2 separate regions of the Sus scrofa genome follow, and region 1 is linked to region 2. A link is a contact called in public HiChIP or PLAC-seq data. All regions are on one chromosome and are shown on one strand. The core of a region is the stretch at or near the end of the contact, and the rest is flanking DNA. Distances in the headings are between cores, read along the strand shown. Region 1 holds the start of NUFIP1 (nuclear fragile X mental retardation-interacting protein 1). Region 2 holds the start of LOC102159419.

Evidence for each region. HiChIP or PLAC-seq counts read pairs in DNA pulled down with a chosen protein or histone mark.
Region 1: an H3K27ac HiChIP or PLAC-seq map of alveolar macrophages shows a contact between it and region 2. The contact joins the promoter of NUFIP1 here to the promoter of LOC102159419 in region 2. A contact is called at or near these places in 3 of 47 Hi-C or Micro-C datasets (fetal skeletal muscle, fibroblasts and heart right ventricle) and 1 of 2 datasets of contacts at active chromatin or transcription factors (alveolar macrophages).

Annotation. Positions count from the first base shown.
Region 1 is chr11:22,262,632-22,269,622 of Sscrofa11.1, reverse strand. NUFIP1 (nuclear fragile X mental retardation-interacting protein 1) reads right to left here and starts at 2,176. Exons shown (of 10, transcript XM_001927425.5): 1 at 1,701-2,176. The coding sequence starts at 2,109. It overlaps GPALPP1 (GPALPP motifs-containing protein 1), which reads left to right and starts at 2,225. Exons shown (of 9, transcript XM_021065611.1): 1 at 2,225-2,401. The coding sequence starts at 2,314.
Region 2 is chr11:22,320,334-22,326,935 of Sscrofa11.1, reverse strand. It overlaps LOC102159419, which reads left to right and starts at 2,090. Exons shown (of 3, transcript XM_021065393.1): 1 at 2,090-2,236; 2 at 2,338-3,398. The coding sequence starts at 2,090. The coding sequence ends at 3,051. It overlaps TRNAE-UUC (a tRNA gene), which reads right to left and starts at 2,097; the gene lies at 2,026-2,097.

The DNA.
Region 1 (6,991 bases), core at 927-3,426, 57 kb after region 2:
CCTCCATACTCTGAAATCTCCTTTTATTTGCTTCTATCACCAGCCACACTGAGTTGTGATTTACATTTATTAACCCATCTCACTTCACTTGGGAGTCTTAGGCACATTCATATCTCCAGCATTTGGCACACAGTAAACACTGATTTGGATTCAATTTAATGTGAAGTGAATGGATCTATGTGAACAATCTCATGGCTTTAAGTATGATCTACATGTTGATGTCACCCCAATTTACAGCTCTAGACTTGACCCTCCCCTGAAAGTACAAACTAATAGCTAACAGTCAGTTCAGTATCTCTTCTTGACACAAATCATATTCCAAAGTCAAGCCCTGTTTCCTTTTCAAATCTACTCCATCCACATCCTTCCACTTGTTTGGCAAAAACCTTTAAGTTATTCTTGTCTCCTCTTTAAATCAGTCACATCCCACATCCATTGCTTCGGCAAATCAAGTTGGCCCTTGCTACCTTCAAAATGCAGCTAGGGATTCCCCGGTGGCTCAGCAGGTTAAGGATCAGGCATTGTCACTACTGTAGCAGGGGTATAATCCCTGGCCTAGAACTTCCATATGCCACCAGCATAGTCAAAGAAAAAAAAAAAAAATACACACACACACACACACACACACACTACTTCTCATCATCTCTGGAGCTCTGCCGTGGTCCAAGTCGCCAATGTCTCTCACTTGGTTAACTGCAGTAACTCTAACTCAACTTCTTTTCAGTCGATTCCAACAGGTAGCCATATAAATCCTTTTAAAACATAACTCAAATCACGCCATTCCCCTGCACTCAGTATATCACAACAGTAAAAGTCAAAGTACCATGATCTACAAGGCTCTCTTCCCCCACACAGCTCTACCCCAGGCTCAGTCCTCTCTAGCCACAATGGCTACCATTCTGACTGATAAGCTCCTGCCTGAAGGCCTTTGCACTTGCGGGTCCCTCTGCCTGCACCCCTATCCGCCAGACATATGCATTCCTCCAATCCCTCACCTCCCTGACACCGACTGACACTGACATTTAAAACTGCACTGCCTGTCGCTCTTTTTTGCTTTCTCCATAGCACTCACCACTTTTTTTTTTTTTTTTTTTTTTGTCTTTTGTCTTTTTGTCTTTTTGTTGTTGTTGTTGTTGCTATTTCTTGGGCCGCTCCCGCGGCATATGGAGATTCCCAGGCTAGGGGTCGAATCGGAGCTGTAGCCACCGGCCTACGCCAGAACCACAGCAACGCAGGATCCGAGCCGCGTCTGCAACCTACACCACAGCTCACGGCAACGCCGGATCGTTAACCCACTGAGCAAGGGCAGGGACCGAACCCGCAACCTCATGGTTCCTAGTCGGATTCGTTAACCACTGCGCCACGACGGGAACTCCAGCACTCACCACTTTCTAACACACACTGTTTGTTTTGTTTATTGTCTGTCTTCCTACAACAGATGTTAAACTCCTTAAAGGATTTTGGTATGTTTTGTTCACTGCTATAGTAGCGCTTCCTGGTTCATAGTTGGAACTCGATAAATAGTTGCTAAACTGAAGGAACAGGCGGGGAAAAGATAACTGTGGAACAAATCGTGAGACATTAATGACCAGACTCCAAGAGTGCAAGGCAGTACCAAAAGGTGACAGAGGAACGAGGGTCAGATAGGAGAGAGAAGACAGGGAGGATAAAGGTAAGGGGTACGGAGAGGAGAAACGTACCTGGAGTGTTGTGGGAGTTCTGATACTGAGGAAAAATACCAGGAGACTGCGTCCAGTACCATGAAGTCGAAGCCTGGTAATTCCAGTAGGGCTGGCCATCGAATTGAGGCTGAGACTCAAGGGCGGACTGGGCGTGGAAGGGGGGCTGCGCCCCAGGAAGAATCTGAGCGTCGAAAGGGGGAGGCGCCTCAGGAAGAGCCTGGGCCTCCGCCGGGGGCTGCGCCTCCGAGGAAGGCTTGGATTCTGCTGCGGGAAGCGAGGAAGGGGGTGGGGGAGGCGGCAGCATCGCCCAGTACATCCAGTTTTCCGAGGCCGAGGCTTGGTCGCTCAGAGGCCCCAACGTGGGAGTCAGCTCTGGAGCTGGAAACCACCCGGTGGGAGTCACAAAACCACTTGCCGGTTCAGCCATGCCACCCGCCAGGTAGGGAACCCAGCGTGGAGTAAAGCCTTAGGCACCACTTCCGTTAGATAAGGCTCAGCCAATCACAGGCTGAAGCGTCATTGGTCGGCGCCGGAAAAAGCTTCTCTCCTTTACGGCGAATCGCAGGCTCCGGGTTTGAGATTGACTTGACATAGACACGCTTAGTGTGAGGGACCAGGGCCGCCACCGCGGATGGCGAGAGATCTGATTGGGCCGGCGCTACCGCCCGGCTTCAAGGCCAGCGGTTCAGCGGAGGACGAGGAGCGGGACCTCAGCCCGGGTAAGCGGCGGCGTGTCCCCTGCCCGCCAGGCCCGACCCCGGCTCTGGGAGTACAAGTCCGAGGCCTGGGAGCCTGAGGGAGGAGTGGCGAGTGGGCGAGGCCCGACCCGAGCTAACTTTCCTTCCCAGGCTGTGGCGGTGGCGAGGCGGCCGTGGGGCCGCAGAAACGAGCTTTGGTCCGGTTATCATCATGGTGATGGTGTATCCCAATTTAGCGCTTAAAGGGCTGGACACTGTACTGAAGGGCCGATACATATTAAGTCATATAGTCCTCTTGGTTACTGTATAAGGTAAAGATTATTATTACACGATGCAATTGAGGACACTGAGGCCCAGGCTGTTGCCCAGACCTCGCAACTAGCAAGTAGTGGTGCCCGGATTAGAATGAAGCCCATGCTTCTGGCCTCTCATCTTGCCTCCTGACGTACAACTAATGCCTTTGGCTCTTGCAGAAGATGCTTTGCTCTCTAACCCCGGACCTGCTTTCCTAGCCTTTCATCCTGTCATTGCATCTAACACACAGAGCCCAAAGCTCAAACCAACGCGAGTTTCTGCGCAGTTCTTCAATTCTCTTGGCTCCCTGGAGCCTTGCCCTGCACTTCTTGACATACCTGACAAACTCCTACCCCATCCTTCAAGGTCTAACTTCAGTATCACCTCAGTGAAATGTTTCCAAACTCTTCTCGCATTGTCACCCCCTCTTTACCCAGGGGGTTTACTCCTGCTTAATTACATCACATTTTAACATACTGTTTTTTCATAACTTGCCGACATATCTGTTTCCACCATTGTACTCGGTTTTCTAGCCTTAAGGACTAATAGGCACCCCCATATTTGTCAAATAAATGCTTCTGACTCCTCCATGATGAGTATCTGTCCTTTCATGTTCTAATTGGTAGGCTGGGACTAGCTAAAGTTGGAAAAAAGTAAAGCTGAAAGAATAACCTTCCCATTCCTGAATCTATTTGCATTCTTTGACTATCTAGAAACCATGTTTCCACTTAGAGGTTTCTTTCCAGGTCTCATTTCTGCTATAGCCATTAAAAAGTCAAGCCTTTATTTTAGCAAGGAAGGTTCCATTCAACTAAGGTTGAAGGAAAGTGAGGTTAACCCAATGTTTTAGTCAGGTTCCTACACTTATGTTGGTTTTGGTTCACTGTATTCCCTGATTTTATTTTATTTTTTATTTATTTTTTTGGTCTTTTTGCCTTTTCTAGGGCAGCTCCCAAGGCATATGAAGGTTCCCAGGCTAGGGGTCTAATCGGAGCTGTTGCCACCAGCCTAGGCCAGAGCCACAGCAATGCCAGTTCTGAGCCGCGTCTGTAACCTACACCACAGCTCCTGGCAACGCTGGATCCTTAACCCACTGAGTGAGGCCAGGAATCAAACCCGCAACCTCTTGCTTCCTAGTCAGACTCATTAACCACTGCGCCACGACGGGAACTCCGTATTCCCTGATTTTAAACTAAGGCAGGATTTGCAGGTAAGCAGCCACCATGTGCCAGATAGCTACTTCTGTTATGATTTCCTTCTATCATTCTACCAGCCTTTACTTCAGGTACTCTTTCTGTCTACTCCTTCCCATTTGTTTCTTTTGTGTGGTCATTCTTACCCTTACTGTCAGCAGTTAACATTGTGTCTCTATTCCCCGCTACCTTGTCTCTCCAACCTGCTTGGCACACAAATGGACCTTGGTAGATATTTGCCAAGTGACCTCGGTTCTTCATCAAGCACATAGCATGCCCTTTTTTTTTTTTGGCTGCACTAATGGAATGTGGAAGTTCCTGAGCATGAGATCAAACCCACACTACAGCAGTGACAATGCTGACTCCTTAACTGCTAGGCCACTAGGGAACTCCACCATGTCATTGTTAGCATGTAATTCCCCAAACCAGAAACCGTTCCCTTCAGAACTTCCAAGATGGCTGATCCTAAAAGAGTTGCCAAAAAATCTTGAAATACCATTTTTCAATCTCATTATTCTTCTATCTGGACTTTTGAGAAGTTTATTAGTACCATTATCCTTGAAATTCACTATGTTACGTCATAGAAGTTCCCCTGGTGCATCTTCCATTCTACCTGTCTCCCCATTCCTCTTTCAACCAAAGGATAACCACTGTCCTAACTTAAACCATCATAGATGAGTTTTGCAGACTTTTGTGCTTTATGTAGATGGAAAAATAAAGTATGAACTCTTTTGTAACTGGCTTCATATTCAGCACTTGGAGAGTCATCATGTTGATGAATTATTGTTGGTGTTATTATAGACTGTTTACTGTTACCATCTGGTAGTCTGTTGTATGAAAGTCCTACAGTTGATTTGTCCATTTTGCTGCTGAGGAACGTCTGAATACTTTACCCTTTTTTGGCAGTTAAAGTGTTGCTGTGTATTCCAGGACATGACTTTTGGTGAGCACATGTTGCATTTCTTTTGGAATCGTTGGGTCATTGGATACGCACATAATCAGCTTTCGTAGACACATGCCAAACATTTCCCGTAGTACCACCAGTTCACACTTCCACCAGCATGTATGAGAATTCCTGTTTTTCCATGCTCTCACTCAGAAATACGTAAGGGTTTTTTTCTGTCTTTTTGATTCGGTGGTTTGTAGCTGTATCCAGTAGTAGTTTTAATGTGCATTTCCCTGGTGATGAAGGCAGTTGACTATCTTTTCATATGTTTTTGGCCATTTGGATGTGTGTCATATCCAAGTCTTTTGCTCCTTTTTCCATTGAGTTGCCTGTCTTTTCTTTCTGGTTGGTAAAATTCTTTATATAGTCTATATAGAAGTCATTTTTCAGATATGTGTGTTATAGATCTCTTCACTTTTGTGGGATCATAAAGTATTTGTCTTTTTTGTGACTGGCTTATTTCACTTAGCATAATGTCCTCAGGTTCGTCTGCATTGTGACCTGTGTCCGAATTTCCTCAGCTTGGGTTTCTTGAATCTCATCTGATAACTGCCCTGTGATCCTGAGACTCCACTACCCAGGAAAGAGATCACTAACACACATGACCCGAGTTCAGAGGAGAGTCTGCGGTGACAAGTCTGAGATCTATCAGCACACAAGTCCAAGATGGGCCAATGACTTTATTCAAATACTCTGGAAAGTAGACTCCTGGGAAATGTCCCCTGAGATCATATTAAAAACACTGGGCTGCAGATGTTTTCTCGAGACCCTCAGATGTTGCTCTGTGGAAGCTGAGTGGAGCAGTGACTCTTTTGACTCTGACTCCCTTCTTATGTGCAGCGACCTTCACGCCATTCATCTCGGCCACATTTGCTGTCTCACACTGGACCCCCTTCTGTCTCTAAAAACTTAAATTCATCTCCTCCTCCTCAGCCAGAATCCCTTATTCATCCATCTTTCTTCCTCAGTTACTCTCATTTTTTAAAATTTTTTCTTTTTGTTTTGAGCTTCCTCAAGCCATGAGGTCTCTACCTCTGTCTGTTTTGGCCTCCTTTCTTTCATTACTTCTGTCCCTGCTCAACATAGGCTCCATGGTCCATCCATTCATTGTTTCTCTTGCCAGTGTTTCCAGCTGTCTCCTCACATTGGGTTTTTGGTTGAACCCATCCAGCAAAAGTCCAGCCCTGGATCAACCCGGACATCCACCCCTGCTGAGCCCACATCCAAGCTTCTAGCTGCTGCCAGAAGCAAGCTCACACCTCCACAGGCTAATGCTGCTAAAACTACAGTCTCCTCCCAGCTCTGCCCAGCCATCCTTGGACACTTCCCCACACAGCTCTCCACCCCCATGATCAACCATGGCTTATTAAAAACCTTTTCTTTCTTCCTTAGACTCTCTGTCTACTTCCCAGGAAAACATCGGTGCCACCTTAAGAGAACTTGCTCACTTCTCTAGCCCTGTGCCAAAAAACCTTCCTGAATCTCTGCCCAGCTCTTTGACTATAAGGGAAGAACCTCCTTCCATTTTCACTCAGAAGCCCTTCCCTTACTTGCCCCTGGGGCTCCTTGTCCTTAGCATTTAACCAGAACATCCAAATTGTTCTCATCTTCAGGAAGACTGCTGCCGTCCCCCGCAGCTCTCTTCTTTCTCTCAGATCAGCCCTGGATCCTCCCCATTTTTTCCTTAAACTGTATTCTGGCTTCTGTTCTTGCCAAGCCTCTGAGCCTGCTCTCACCAATTTCACTGTAGAAATAAACAAAGACCAGTTGTCCCCCAGCACCTTTTGGCTAAATACAAGGCACCCTTTTCAGTCCTGATCCTGCTCGACCTCGCAGTAACATTTCCCCCGGAGATCCCGCCTTCTGTCCTCTCTTGGTTCCAGCCACTTCTGAACACATTTCTAGATGTGCTGCGCCCTTGGGCTTTCAGTTCTTTGGAGATGTTTTTCCCTCCGCCTGAACCACTCTTCCTCCTCCACACACCGCCTGTGCCCAGCTGACTCAGTCTCATCTTTCAGCCCCAGCCCAACCTTCACTTTTTCTAGGAAACTTTCTGCCTACTCCCGTCAGAAGACAGTGGGATGCTCCTTTCTATTTATATTTCCATTTAACAAGATCAGCAAGCTTTTCCTGGACCAGAGAGTAAATATTTTAGACTGTCAGTCAACAGGCCCAACC
Region 2 (6,602 bases), core at 841-3,340:
CAATACTAGGGAATCAGAGGCATAAAATCCAGAACCAATGCTTCATGAGTAAAATGAGGGGTTCCATTAAATGGCTGCAAAGGGCATTTGCAGTTCAGTGTATGACTCTAGACTGATTATAAAGATGATTAATAAAAATTATGGAAAAACGTTTTGTAAAATACGAGGCAGTAAAAATGACAAATATAATGCAAGCAACCACCTCCCCACAAAGTTAAGCTCTTCCTTTTATTAAGTACGTGTCTGTAGAAGTATCTACCATGCTCTGGGGCTCTTAAGTATCATTTGCATCCAAAAGAAACTTTTGTCAAATTTTGTGAGGCCACAAATCTATTTTATGGAAATGAACAGTACATAGGATGAGTTTATTTAACAACCTTCACGTGAATGGAACTCACTTGCCATATGAAAGAAAGTTTTAAAACAACAAACAAAAAACATAGCTCCTAAGTGGCAGCCTTGTCCATCAACTACCCTTCCTCTCCTTGCTCATTTTATTTTAGTTTGGGGATTTTTGTTGTTGTTGTTTTGGCCTTGCCCATCCACGTGCAGAAGTTCCTGGGCCAGGGATAGAACCAGTGCCAGAGCAATGACAACATCAGATTTTTAACAGGTAGGCCACCAGGGAACTCCTCTTTCCTCATTTTAGTCCCGGGAGCCCTGAGGACTGCATAATTTTTTGTGGTTAAATCATAAATAGTCCTGTTATTAAACTCTGCTAAGAATGTCATCAGTTTCCTACTGGGCTCCTGGCTGATAGAGGCATAATAATATTATCTAATAACAAAATAAAGATCGAATTTAAAAAGGTATGTAAAACATTTAGCCTAGTTCATAGCATGTGCTCAATAAGTAGTATTATTGTGATTAGGCTTTTAATTTTCCTATCAATCCTGTCCCACTCAATTCAATAAATGCAGAGTACCTGCTGATGATCAGTTTCTGCTCCAAGCTCTGTATTAGGAATTCTGAATAAGCATCTATTTAGCTTAGCATTTTTCTCATGAAGGATGACATTTTTCTGTCCCTTAAAATCCCGAAGGACTTTAAAAAGAGAGGAAATTTCAAAGTCCTTTGGATGCCAAGTCTTTTTCACAGTCATTCCTCAGTGTTAATGGCAGTCTGGGAACAAACTGGGGGAGTTTCAAACAGTTCAACACCAATGGGAAAGAGTGCGGCTTCTAAATGCCTGGAGGTTTTCCCTAATGGCAAATGTTTGGAGAGGTAAGAGAGATAAACTATGCCAGCAAAAGATGCACTTATTTGGGAAACAGTTGGAAACTGGTCACACATCAGTACTAAGATTTCTAATTCTAGAGATCTTATTGAGCATATCATGAATTCTTGACGTTTTTAAAACAGAATGTGTCAAATAAATATGTTAGGGCGTGAGAAGAAAGTGGTTTTTTTGCCATTGCCTCGCTCTTCAATATTTGTAATAACCTAATTTTCTTTTCTTCCTCCCTGCCCCCTGCCCCCCCCAATAACTGGTTTAGTGAAACCCAATAGATTGTACACTGACCTCCTTTGCCCTCAATAATACTTCTTTTCAGAAAAACCTTGCTGTCGTTCTCGAAGGAACGGATGGCTTTCGGCAGTTTAAAAGCCCTGCAATGTCCTACAATGTGTCTTTTCTTTTTTCTTTCAAAGAAGAGCACTTTTTGGTCGTTTGGCTCCTATTCATAGTACAAAGAGAAATTACGCAGAAAAATCAGCTGAAACATTTATCTTAGCACAGGATGGCTGGCTCAAGGCTCCTGAGATGTAAGCAACATTTCAAAAGCTAATCTGGCACGGTCCAAGTCCAAGTTAACTTCCTCCTCTCCGGCTCCAGGACCGGACTGGGTTTGTGTGGGCTGTGTGCCCATGCCGGATCCAGGGAACAGCCTGAGTCTTCAGCCTCAGTCTCTCCTGGCTGCCCTAAAATGAGGTTATACCGTTTACCGAAAAGACTAATCTTTCCCTAGTTAAGAGGAACTTGAGTTGGGTTGCTGTTGGTTACTTTTCAAAAAGGAAGTACTGGCGTTCCCACACCGGGAGTCGAACCCGGGCCGCCTGGGTGAAAACCAGGAATCCTAACCGCTAGACCATGTGGGAGACGACGAACACGCCTGCCAATCTAGACAGATTGAGTCTTCCGCCTGATTGCCTCTTGCCCCGCCCAGCCCTCTGTGTCAGACCCGCTTCTGCGCATGCGGGAACGCCTCGGGTCCGCGTTATCCTGTGGAGCCTTGAGGTGAAGAGTCGAATCTCTTTTTCTCCTCACGTTGGCGTCTTTTCAGGTCTCTTCCAGGCTCCTCATTCTAGACACCGCGTATACACCGGTGTAGACTGTAGGCTGATGAGTCATTATTCACAATTCCTCACAAGAAATCCGGCAGAGCACCGAAGGACGGGGGTTTGGAATGTAGACTCATTAATAAGAAACAAGTGCCGTGTGGAGCCGTGAAAAGAGACCGCAGTGGGCTGGGCGCCCGGTCTCTGGCGGCCGCTGACCAGCCTCCCGGCCGCGGCTCCGAGGGCAGCAGGCTCGCCTCTGTGCCCTCGGGCAGACCCGCGCGCCCGGCCACGCGCCGGCTGTGCGCCCCCGACCACTGGGCCTCAAAGCCTGGGTGTCCTCAGCGCCCGGGCGTCTGTCTCTCTTCGCCGCGCTATGCCGGCCCCATCCCGTCCCCAGAGAGTGTCTCTTTGCCCTCAAGAAACCGGAGCGAGGGCTGCCTGGAAGCCTGGAACTTTCCAGGTTCTGTTGACTCAACGGCAAAAGGCGGGCTTTGTGTCCCTGAAAGTAGACGAAGGTGGTTTGTGAAGGTAGATTTAAGAACTGGAGCATGTCCCTCCCTGCCAGCAGGCATGACTGATGGAAGGTTCCCCGCGGTTCCCCAGCCCGGCCGCGGCCGGAAGCAGCATCCCTCCGGCGCAGCTTCTGCCTTAGAGGCGGCTGCGGGGATTAGGAAGCGCAAAGAACCAGTTGTTGGGCCAGCCCGCGTGGGAGAGCTCTGGTCCCGGTGTCCTCGTGGTGGCTTAAACCACACAGAAGTTGTTTTCACTTGAGCTGGACCCTTTGGAGCCTGGTTAAAAGCTGGTTCTGGTTCTCCTTTACTCCCCCCTCTGGCCCCACCTGCCCAAGGGTCTTCGAAAGTTCTCGATCTGCCCCTGACTGAGGTTCTCTTAAGGCCTCCGTGTGACATTCGGCAACAGGAGAGCAGGGGTGGAAAAAGCCCTGAAATAGAAACGACTTCGACATGTATTCACACAAATCAAGCTCCCCTAAGGGAGAGGCCAACACCATTGAAACTTCGCGAAGCTCTGGAGGAAGACCACAACTTGCTGGCTGCAAACCTACTGTGTGTATGAGACACGTTCACATTCGTTTGCTCATTTAATCTTCATAGTATGAGGTAGGTCTTACTCGAGTTTGGGCGGGTACTTCCTGTACTATCTTTGCATTTTTGAACAGTTTCACTTGTTTGTTTTTTAATCAGTGAGCCAGCTGCCTTTCTCTGGAGGACATCCTACGACTGCGGTTCTCGGTCTGGGGGCCGAGATTTCACCTATACCTTTCAGTTCTGTATTTCCACTTGGTAATTCTTTTTAAAATGTATCTTACCAGTTTTAAAGACAAAAGTTCCCGGTGTAACCCATACATTGGACAGGCACCATCCTTGGGATATAACCAAAATGCAACTTTTCTTTCGTCTCCCAAACCGAAATGTGTTCCTCTTTTTCCTTGGCATGGATGAGAATTTGAGCAGGAACAGAAAACCCTATGGTCACCTTAAATAATAAAGCACAGTCCAGGACAATGCACTTTTCAGCAATTCCATCTTCATTCCAGATGGTTCTCCCCCACTGCTCCATCTTGGGTATCACTTCAGGCTATGAACAGCGGTGAGCTGAATCGGGCTCCCACCAGATCACATTGTCTAACTGCAGGCTTCTCTTTCTAACCCTATATTGGGTGACATCACATTGGTAGCCTGAGATGGCCTTGCTGGGAGAGTATTTACACCCCAGAAATAGGCAGATACTCCAAGGCACGGCTTTTTTGCAGTTAAAAAAAAAAAAAAAAGTGTTCTGGGAGTTCTCATTGTGACTCAGAGGATGCAGGTTTGATCCCTGGCCTCACTCCGTGGGTTAAGGATCCCACATTGCGGTGAGCGGTGGTGTAGGTTGCAGACTCTGGCTCAGATCTGGCATTGATGTGGCTGTGGCCTAGGCTGGTAGCTGTGGCTCTGATTTGACCTCTAGTCTGGGTATTTCCATATGGCATGGGTGTGACCCTAAAAAAAAAAAATAGTATGCTATTTAGCAACACAGGTTAAATATTTACCCTGCTGTCCCAATAGAGGGGTGTGATCCATTTCTCATTTTGATCTTGGTCTTCCTCCCTTCAGAGTTCCAAGGCCGTCCAAGGTTGGAGTAAGGGAGGGCAAGAGAAAGGGGGATGGGAACTTCTGACTGGACTGGACTGGACTGGTACTGTCAGAAGTCAGTTTCTGGCTTTCTGGGCCTGAACATGTTTTAGGGCTCTTTTTTCTCAGTGGTTCTCTATGCGTTCATCAGGGGCTTCCCTGCTTGGACCCCTTGGACAGGGTCTCCCAGGAGGCCATCAGTGGCCTCTAATGTGGGGTCCACCCCCTGTTCCCTGCTCCCCAAGGCTAGGGGTGGAATCAGAGCTGTGGCTGTGGTGTAGGCAGGCAGGCAGCTGGATCCATAGCAACGCTGGATCCAAGCTGCATCTGTGACCTACACCACAGCTCACAGCAACGCCTGATCCTTAATCTGCTGAGCGAGACCAGGGATTGAACCGGGGTCCTCACAGATACTAGTCAGATTCGTTACTGCTGAGCCATGATGGGAACTCCCTCCAGTGAGGGTCTTAACACCAGCACCACCAGTGCCTTTGTTAAACTGCAGATTCCCAGCCCCACCCAGAGCTTCTGAATGAGCACTTCTAGGAACAGGGCCTGGGAGTCTGAATTTTATCAAACACGAGCCACCACCCCTACCCCCACTGATTCTGATGCCACTAAGTTTGAGAAACACCAAACTACATGACTTTAGGTTCCCTTCAACCTCTAAAAGACCATGATCCCTGAAACACATTTCTACTCAAAAACCTTCAGAAAAACTTGTAGTTGCCTGTTAAGTAAAATCAAAACTCCCTGGCCAAGCTTCCTGGCTTTCCATAATCCAGCCCTCTCATACCCTGCTAACATTATCCTCCCATGTCCCCTCTTTAGGGACCACATTCCCGTCACCCTTCTTTCTCTGTCCCACTTGCCCTTCATGCTTTCCTGCCCCGATCCCTTTGTTCCACCTCTATCTGTACCTCCTCATTCTTCTTTCCACATCTGACACTAACTCTGAGGCCTGTTCAGTCCCATAAAGCTTCAAGTCTATTGGATTCATTTCTGCCAAATCCTAAAGCACAGGCCTCTAACAATGATCCACATAGGCTTATGCCTTGCTGCCCTTATTATTTAAGTTATTTAACAGGAGAGTCCATGAATAAAAATCAGATTCCATAATCCCCCTGGGAACCCAGTCCTGCACTCACTCATTCTGCCAAGTAGTCCTTCCTTTTATCTCACTTAAATACTTCCTGCTGTACTTCTGTGTGAAAGCTGCCCCCTTTTAACCAGCAGCGTGAACAAAATGTTCCTGGGAGGAGGGGAAAAAACACACATTTTTGAAGTTTAGCCAGACCAGTAAGTGAGCTGCATTTCTTTAGTTCTGCACACACCAAAAAAGCCTCCTTGTTGACACAAGGAACCGCTATTCCTGTTCCCATGCATCTAAGGCTGACTCTCACTGGGCAGCTCTCCCATTTCATCCACCCTTTGATACATTTGATTCTGGAAAAAAGCCCCCAATACATTATACTTGCCGGGCATCTACATTAGCCAAAGCCGTGGGTGCAATTCAGGTCCCCTGCCTGTCAGTCATTTAGGAGCATGGATGGTTTCCATTTCAGTAGGCCCAGGAGTCACCCTTTATAAGGGCATCGAAAATAAGTGCCAATTAAATTCCACTCTCCCAAGGAGAGCTCTGGCCAGCACAGACCCAGCCTATGGCATTAAGTTAACCTCAGAGCTCTTTTGGGTAACAGCATCTGTCCCTGCTCACCAGTTGGGGTGAGTTAATCTTCATGGCCTAACATTAGGTTCAATTTCTAAAATTGGATCCGAGCTCAGGAGGCCACTGGGATAACAGAGCTCCCTTGGGGCTTTTTTAGGTTATATAACTCTGCCCTTCACCTCTACCCCAAATCTAGCAACTCTTACTTGTCCTATGACTCAGGACAAGTACCCTTGAACTCCCGAAACTGGGTTAGGTGCTTATTCTGTGGGCCACCCCATTGGTTTATTGGGCTGGGTGAACTGCTCTGCTCCCCTCTCCACAGTACACTGTAAGCTCCTGAGAGCAGAGTCTGGGTCTCATTCTGTTGGCTCCCCAGCTTCTAGCACATTGCTTGGCAAGAAGAAACTCATCCTCAGCCAGCATCTTCCTCAGCCATATCTCCACAGTGTGGCATCTTTCCTGAAAAATCAGCCACATTCAGTAAATGTTTGAGTGGTTCCTTCCTCAATTCGTTCATT